2 separate regions of the Columba livia genome follow, and region 2 is linked to region 1. A link is a contact called in public Hi-C data. All regions are on one chromosome and are shown on one strand. The core of a region is the stretch at or near the end of the contact, and the rest is flanking DNA. Distances in the headings are between cores, read along the strand shown. Region 1 overlaps USP25 (ubiquitin specific peptidase 25). Region 2 overlaps USP25 (ubiquitin specific peptidase 25).

What was found. Hi-C and Micro-C count contacts between places; a contact is called where the count stands out from the background.
Region 2: a contact with region 1 is called in a Hi-C map of liver, with 4 times the contacts expected there. The contact joins two enhancer-like sites. A contact is called at or near these places in 2 of 2 Hi-C or Micro-C datasets (crop and liver).

Annotation. Positions count from the first base shown.
Region 1 is chr1:78,365,381-78,370,031 of bColLiv1.pat.W.v2, reverse strand. All of the region lies in intron 31 of USP25 (ubiquitin specific peptidase 25), which reads left to right. Among named protein-coding and RNA genes, the nearest start is that of USP25, 320 kb to the left of the region's middle. Within about 2 kb of position 2,606, at least 2 of the 3 cell types and tissues checked have an H3K27ac peak away from gene starts, as active enhancers do.
Region 2 is chr1:78,547,195-78,551,845 of bColLiv1.pat.W.v2, reverse strand. The region is part of intron 28 of USP25 (ubiquitin specific peptidase 25); the gene reads left to right. Among named protein-coding and RNA genes, the nearest start is that of USP25, 140 kb to the left of the region's middle. Within about 2 kb of position 2,140, at least 2 of the 3 cell types and tissues checked have an H3K27ac peak away from gene starts, as active enhancers do.

The DNA of each region.
Region 1 (4,651 bases), core at 1,357-3,856:
CTGTGAGGGAGGCAGGATCAGGCTGGCTACAGTGGCCATGGCTCCCAGCCCCAGCTGGGCCGGGCCGGTACAGCAGGGCCTCAAGGCTTGCTCTGGTGGGGATGTTTGCTCAGCACTGGCACCATCAGAACTGGGTCTAAAAATCTCAGTGTCATTAAATTTGATGGGAGTTTTGTCATTGTCAACCTCACTTGGATGAAAATTTCCCCATGAGTTTCTAAGGAAGGTTAAATGGCAACCTGCTCACTTTGTGGGAAGGCAGGGATAGCCTTTATGTTATTCAAAGTATTTTTCCTTACAGGTATGACTAATTATTTCATGCCTTTCGTGGAGAGTGATAGTGTTTCAAATCAGAATGTGCCATTGGACCATGTAGTTTAAACTCTTTTTAAGTTTTTATATTTTGCGCCATTAATAGGTTGTATTTCTTCTTTGAAGCAGGAAATGATTTATTTTTTATTTAATCCACTATTTATCTTCATAGCAAGAGTGATTAATTCCTGAAACAAACTGTCAAAAATTGTGCCCTTTACCTGATATAAATTTGACTAGCTTCAGCTTTGAGCCATTGTCTTCTGCTGGAACTTAGAGATGGTAGTTTTCTATAATCACTGCTATGTATTTGTTCAAGTCAGCTAATATAGATTTAATATCTCTTAAGACTTTCACTGTAAGAACTGTCCGGTATTCATTTTTTTGTTGCTCTTATTTCACCTCTGTCTAATTTTTTCACATCCTTTTCAAAATATACAGGAATTTTGAAACATTGCTGTAGGATTGCTACAGATACTGCAGCTGGAGGAAAAAGCAGTTGTCTGTAATTACTACTTTACTGGCCCTTTAAATGTTGCAGGATTGTGCTAAACTCTTTATGCTGGGACCTTTATTTTTCACTTAAAACCATTTTGACCTGATTCGTATTAAAAATTCCTTGTTACATTTACTTTTCCCGTTCCTTCAGATGTTAGGAGTAACTTACTTTTGTGGTGCATTCTGCTTGTATTTTCAGTTGATGTGAATGTGCAATCTCAGAAGAATATCAAACTACAATGAAAAGTTTATGAAAAGGTCTTTTGAAATATACTGTATCCAGAGGTTTTCTTCAGTTCAAATGGCGTTGATTTGGGATGCCAGGCATCTAGTACACATCCATATGAACTGGACTTAGATTATTGGTTTATATAGAGGAGCTGGTTATGAAAAGTGAAATATGCAGGAATATTAACCATAAGTGTGAAGGACAAGTGTGTCTGGCTGCTTGATTTTATATTAATAGAAAGTAGTCATATCACTATATTATTGAAAAGCAGTAATCCACCAGCGTATTTCAACTGGAACAGGTAACAGAGGCCTAGATTTTCTATGAAATACTTTGAGCTTCATTGTAATGGCATTCCTGAAGCCAAGCTTGATGGCAATACTTTGGCTTTCCCCCTCTCTCCTTCCAAAGGCTTCAAAATCGTAATTTCTTTCCATCCTGCTTATGTTTCCTCCTTTTACTAGGAATCCTTTGTTAGGTCTTGGTTCCTTTCTCTCATTTCTTATGTGCCTAAGGTCAGTTTCTTTTTCACTGTCCTTGTTTTCTCTCAAACTTTTGTTTTTCCATAAAAATCCAGGTAATTTCTTTTGTTTGTTTGTTTTATTTTTGTGATTTTTTTTTTTCCCCCATCACTGTACTGATCTGTTTTGTATATCTGGAGAAAACATTGCTCTACTTTGTCTTTCTACCTAAAAACTCAAAATCATGAAACAAAAAAGTATTTGAATCTGTACTTGTAGGATAGTGGAAGCCAGCTGTCCAAACAGACCATGTATTTGGTCATAAATTTATTGAAAGATGTGTGTGTTTTATTAATAAGAATGTGCATTTTTTGATATTTTCTTTGCAGTCAGCATAGAGCTGAGTATAGACCCACTTAATCATTCTGAACACTAATATTAGTAGAATAAGAGTGAAGTCCTCTTTTTATAATATATGACATTTTCTTCTGGAAAATTTATTTCAAAAATAAGAAGTTAAGGAAATAAAAGGTGAACAATCTTTGGCTAGAATCTATGGATGAGTTACTTCTAAAGGTAGATATCCTGCAAAGCAGTCCCCATTCACCAGATTACATGATTTTTATATTGCCTGGACTTTGCTGACAAAAACTTTCCTACTCTTACCAATAGAAGCAATTGTTAGATCCCACTTTAAAGGCAATTTAGTCTATATATAATATAGTATGTATTGCCTGCAATGTTTTTGCTGTAGATGGTATCCTGAATTTTTCATAAGTAGAGAAGTCTGCACGCTGTATATTTTTTGTCAAACAATTATGCACAAGATGTTTTCCATTTTTTTAATTTCTTTGTAGTCCTTTAAAAATTTTAATTATTAGCATATATTGTAAAAGTTTAAGTTTATTATGCAATTGAAAGTTACCCAGTAATTTCTGTTTGGGAATTATTCTTAGAAAAAGACAATGACTGGAAATAACACCCATATTTCTCAAATTTGACAAAATTATAGTATACTGAAAAAAGAAACAATATGGGATGATGTGTTTAAAAAAAAATACTTGGGGGATATACCGATCAATGTTGATCTTAGCTGTTAGTAGCAAACTTTGTCCTTTGGTTTGTCATTAAATCGAAGGAAACTGGAATAATTCTACCTCTGAAAAAAAATGGCATTTCCCTCTTACGGAAAAACACAAATATAAAGAATGCTATTGTTTGCTGCACATGTGGCAAACAGTCTGGTTAATATTAAGTTGAAGTTACTGCCATCTGGTGGGGAAAGCTGTATTATATCAGTGCAGTTGGCAGCAGTTCTGTTAGGGTTACTTTGGATGTATGCATGTGAAGATTGTGTGTGTGTATGATACACAACAATACAGAGATACATACAGATATATCTTTAAATAATGTTAGCATTTGAAGTTGATATTAAAAGAATTTGAAAATATACAGTGATATAGAATGGCCCACTGCAACAGAGATTACTCAAGGGTATGAAAATTTGTGAAAGCAAATAAGGAAAACGTAAAAGGTAGAGCAGATAGACAGGCAAAATGTATGTGGTGTTACTGCCAGCGCACCTGCAATTCTGGCCTAGATTAATATAGATAATCATGTACAAAACTTGTCCTGGAAAGATTCCTTTCTGCTTTGCACAGCTGGAGATTTTACATTTTGTGCAGTGTTCCATGTAGCATTTCCCATGTTAGAGATGACCACTAATTTTGCTGCAAAAACAGCTGGGCTAGCTCTGCCTTAGTGTTCCACTCTGTACTTTACATTCACTCTGGTACAGGAAGTTTGCTTCTCCTTGAGTCTTGACATACTTGTGTTTATTACCTGACTCTTGAAGGATCAGCCCAATCGTAATGGGTTGGTATGAGCAGTGCATCACGGGAGTCTGTGGGGCATCTTACACATACAAAATAATTAGGCTGTCTTCTCAAGGAGCTAACACTTTCATGTTAGATGTAACAGTGCAGTCAATAATAGGCAAGGTGGTAATAGAAGAGGAGAGATTGAGTTGGGGGAGGCAGTGTCAGATACCCATCTTTAGTAATAAGTTGCTTGGTAACCATATGAGAATAATAACTAGTATCCAGAACTTGTTCTTATTTCGTTGTTATAGTGTCCAAAGGCTCCAAACAAGATGAGGTCTGCTTTATGTACAAATCTTAGATAGGTTTTTTCTGTGTTGCATGCTATGTTTTTTTCTGGTAGAGAACAGTAGAAGTGGTCCTTTGCTCTTAGTCTGCAGAATAAATTGCCATTTTCTCTGCTAAGTAGGCATGTCCTATCAGGTTTGTATCAAAAGTGTATTTTCAACTGGCATCTTCTCATGCCAGTCAAAGGAAAGTTAGGGGAATCCAAGAGTCTCTTAGGGTGCATAATATGTGTGGTCAAATTCCCAGCACTGCTGTGTTGTCCAAAGCTGTCCAGCTTCTTCTCCAGAGCTGTCAGTGTGCAGGTGCTGAGGTTGGCTGAGGAGGCACACAGACCTTCAGTGTAGGTCAGGCCTGACTGTCACCAGGCCCTCGGTGCCATCATGTTATGGCTGTCATCCTGTACTTTCTTACAAGAGATATAAGAGGTACAAGAAGTACAGGAGATATATTATTCTGATGACATTCTCTCCACTGTCTCTTTTGTGGAACATTTTTCATCTGTAGAAATCTTGCTTTTGTGGGCTTTCTAATGCTGTAGTCTACAGCAACATTTTGTTTCTTTGGCTGTTTGCTGGTCTCAGTTGTGACATCCCAAAGAGGCCTGCTGAGTTCTTGTCTGATTCCAAGTCACTTTCCTGTAGACCAACTAGTTTGAATTGCAGGAGCTCACCTGGTTGATAAGGTTTGGAGTTCTAATTCCTATATAGGTGGATTTCTGCTCCTGTCCTATACAGAACAGCTTATGACATTCTTGGTTTATACATTTGCAAAGTGCTTGGTCAGGTCTGGTTTGTGTGGAAGCCATATTCTTGCTCTCAAGGCCATGAAAACTCTGTTTTCAAAAACACACGTGAAGGGTCCCTACAATTTTGTGAATTCCTTGATCCTTGAATCTAAACAAACAAAAAAGCTAATGATAGTGACTTTCTGCACATCTCTTCAACATTACTGAATGGGTTAAGTGTGGTTGCAGAAAAACATAT
Region 2 (4,651 bases), core at 891-3,390, 180 kb before region 1:
ACTTGCATTCTGGCTGCATAAGAAGATACAACAAATGCCCACTGGTATAATGGTTGGTCTGTGTTCAGTACTAGAAGCACAGAACTAATGCCTAGAATACAGAAGCTGAATTACTTGTTACTCCTAAGGGGAAAAAAAAAAAAGAAATATAGGCATTACTTCAGGTCACCACTGAGGTCACTGACGGCACAGCATGGGGGATTCAAGTATAGCAGCATGACTGCAACTAGCTCATGGCTATGAAAGAAATCTTCAGTCCCCATTGCTGGTGTATACTTAAATTGGAAGAAGCAAGAATACATCCTTTATTTAGTTAGTTACTTTTAAAAAATGGAAATAAAAAGAAAGCCTTAAAAATGAAATTTGAAAATAACCTTTTAAAAATAAACAGTGTTGGTCCTGCTGTATAGTATTCCATGAAGATGTCTGTTAAATTAGTAAAATCAAAGGTTAGTGGGTTGATGGGGAGACCCCTCTGCAATCTATGCACTGCTTGCTTTAACCATTAGATATGGTCCTGTTGTCAAACTGTAGTCCAGCTTTTATCATTCTTGGCAGACAGAACAGAACAACACTCTGGCACTTGACCTGCCCATAAAAACTTGAACAGGAAACAGCAATAAATAATCCACTCAAAAGGCCCTTGAGAAAAGCATTACACTTGATTCCTTACAGGAATTGCATACTCCTCCAGGGGGAAGGCGTGGGCTCTTTCAAAACATGGGCTTTGTTTTGTTAGCATTTTAAAAAATGTTTTACAATTAAATGTGTCAATGGTAGCTTGAAAGATTTATTTATATATATATATATATACACACACACACACACACACACACATATATATATATACACACACACACACATGTATGTCAGAGCTGAGGAAGGCATCAAAATTGTTTCCAGATTTAGTCCTTTTAATTAACAGAGAAATCAAGAAAGTTGTGCTGACCAAATACAAGGTAGTCTGTGGTTGCTGCTTGTATCCCTTAGTCAGCAGTCTCATGCCAGCCCTATTCCTGCTGAGATTTGCTGTTAGGACTGTCTCAGCACACTGGAATACTGCATTTATGTGCTTTACGGCTCTGTCTTTCTGCTTTTTCATAAGCAGAACATTGCGAACAGCTTCAATTTCTTAAAATTTTGGGAATTTGTGTAGTTTTCAACCAGACTGGAATGCATGAGTGATTTGGTAGCAAGAATGGGTAAAAACATTGGATTCTGTCTAGTATGTAGTTGTGAAGCTGTTGGTGTTGTCTACTTAATTTTTCATCAAATGTTCAAAAAGATTGCACTTGTATTGTGCGTCTTTTGCAAGCATCCACCCTTGATAGATACCTAATCTAGTTTGTTGAGAGGTTTACCCTTATACGAGTATTTAATTGCCTACACGGAATTCATTGGTTGGTGGAGAACTCATTTATTTATTTACTAATTTTCATGGTTATTGACTATGCAGAAGTTTCCACTAATGAGAATTCTTCCCCATTGTGAATCATTAATACATTAAGTACACTTAAAATTCCTGCAGTAATGATACAATGAGAATTGCTTAGCTGATTTAAATGACACAGATGTAGTACTAATTATACATTTTAAATTGGCAACAAACACAATTAATTCACTGATTATCTAAAACAAAAGTAAACTTTTTTATTATAGTAATTTACTATAATTTGTCACACAGCCATTTTCTTTGCATAATATTTATGCATTTGACAAACCTACAAAGAGATGTGTAATTAGACCTGTTTCATCCATCACTGGTTGCCTTTTAACCAGAGGTCTTACGTGAACAGCTTACAAAGACACTATCAGATTAACCAAATCATAATGTTGCCATTTTTTAAATCAACAAATGGATTTTTTTTTTTTGCTAGTAATTTCTGTGGATTATTAAAATGGAATGGTTTTAATTTAACTTACAGTACTTGCAGGTATTTCAGAGGGCTGTTGTTTGGACAGTGGTTTGATTGTCTGTAGCTTACCAGATCTGTCTGTGTTTAGATTGCAAATTCTTTTGGAAAATTGGAAACAAAATTCATTTTTTGAAGGGAAAAGACCCCAGAGAAAACCCAACAAAACAAAACTTTCCCTCCACTCAACCAGCAACAAGCACCTCTCTAAATGCTTTGTGTTCAGGAAAGTTTAGAATCATTTGTCCTGGAGTGAGGCCATTATAATACATAATTTTCATTCAAGCCTAGATTTTGGGCATTAAAAACCTGAAAGTGTCCATATTCATCCCTGTTACCAGGTCATTAGCTTGCTTATTAAATACTGGCTTTAGAAAGTTTTATACTGGTGCCCATAGTGTCACTGAAATTTTCCAGATGCATGGCATCATTAAAATAATCTTCAGAGTCCATTTTAACACAGAATAGACAGACACTTCTTGTAAGAGATTCTAATTGTTGGCTCTGGTATAATTATTTCAACTGAATGTACCACCAGAAATTAAAACAAACAAACAAGAACAAAGAAAAATCCAAACCAAAACACAAACCAACACTCCCCCAGCCACCCCCCAACCCAAAACAACCAAAATGCCCTCCCTCAGATGCTCATGCTTTGTTTTCAATGTCACACTTCAACAGGAAGCATGCGTATTACTCATGTTTTTACAGATTAAAAGACCTTTCAGTTAATGTAGAAATGATCTACATTTTCAGCTAGTGGCACTGTTGTAGCCACCATGGGTTAAGGAAGAAAATTTTATCAGAACATGTAATACCATTTTATCTGTGCCTTCCTCATGCTTGAGGTCCCTCATTCTTGTTAAACCCTTAGTTTTGTTCTTCATTAAATGGTTCTAAGTCAGAAATTTAGGCTTTTGCTTTTTCTAGGTATATGTTTAATGGGTTTCTGAGTTTAAAATTGAAAAATCCTAGTAATGATTTTTTCCATGCTTACAATTATTATTAATTCCCAAGAAATAATAACATACCTACTTGGAGAATGAGATCTACTAGAGAGAATCCAGAATTTAGTCTCCTTGAACACTGTCAACTGTGCTGCCAGCAGCAGCACACTCATCCTCAGTGATCACAGGTGCATTGGAAGGAGATGCACCTCCATTCCCTCTTCTAGCATGTTCATTGCCCCTCACCATCTGTCTCCAGCTGGAATGACAATCGCAGGCCAGGGACTACTCTTCCATCTGTGATCCCAAACCCCCAAAATGTTATTAAAAAAAATATAAAATCCTAAACCCCAACCCAAACTTGTATTATATTTCTGACAACAAATCACCTGCTTACTGAGGAAAAGCATTTATTTTTGTTTTATAAAGCCTATCTATGGGCTTGGTGACAAGCACTTCCACAGTGTGTTTTCTCCCTAATTTCATTTTATTTATGGTGAGTGTAAAGGTATGGACATGCAGTTATTTGGGAACAATTAAGATTTCCTTTTAAGAGCAGAAAATAGCTATTTCATTATGTAGTATAATTCCACTGTATTGTACCTTTAAAAAGAAATGTGCAGTTGTTGAACTGCTAAACTATATGTGTCACCGATTTATCTTGTTACCAAAGAGATCTCATGTGTCACTTGGCAGAATGACAGCTTTTTTTCCCAAGTCTATTGTATAATGGTGTTTTGTTAGCTGTTTTTGTTTTATAAATACTGTACTAAAGGGATCTCTGAAGATCAAGATTTTTGATGCAATATTTTTCTTTGCTGTTCTTTGATGTTGACCTTCCCCCACTCCCATCACAGCAACAAGCACAGTATTTTGTTCTCAGAAAATTACCAATTCTGTATCAGGAAAAAAGCATTTATTTTTCATGTCAGAGTTTGTGCAAGCAAGCTGACTCCATTCCAGCAGACTCCTCACTGAAACTCTTCTGAAACAATTTACCCGGGAAACCTAGGTTTGTGAGTATGTTCTTTATTTGAAAATCTGCAAAGAGACTCCAGTGCTGTCATTCTTCATGTGTTTAACTACATAAGCTCGCAATACTGCCATTGGTATATGTTCTTTTTCCTTCTGACAACTTCCCCTTCTAGCAAAAGCAGTGACGCAAGCTCTTTCCCTCTACTTTTAGAGTGAGAAGCTTCTCCTGTAATATTTAATTGAAATCCCTCTTATTGAGAAATAATTGAATAAGTTCTTATTCTATTTTGGCAGTTACGGAGAGAAATTATTTGTTGCCTGCTTTATAACAAGTTCTGCATACTGGAAGACTGCTTTTAAGACCTTCCTCCTGCTTAATCTTCTTTTTACTAAAGAAATGCAGTTCCCTTAACGTTTCTTCCCAGATCATGTTTGTGAAACGTCTTGTAAGTCGTTAGGTTTCCCTCAGGGTTCTCTGCAGTTTCTCTGCCTTTCACAAGGAGAAATGACCCAATCGAATAGAGTATTCCAGCTGAGTCTCCTCATTGCCAGGAGAGTGGAAAACTTACCTCCTGTGTCTTTCGCATGACAAATATTTTTCAGATTGACATTTACCAGTTTTGCAACAGCATTATGTTTTTGGCTTTTCTTCAATTTGAGCTATTAGAAAACATCAGCTGTGCTTCAACTACTGCTGCTTAGCCAGGTAACTGCCATTTTATATTGTGTTTTCACTTTGTTTGAAGTGAAATATTTGAATTTTGCTTCATCAAATTGAATCTTGTTGGTATTATAACATACTCCAGTTTCTCAAGT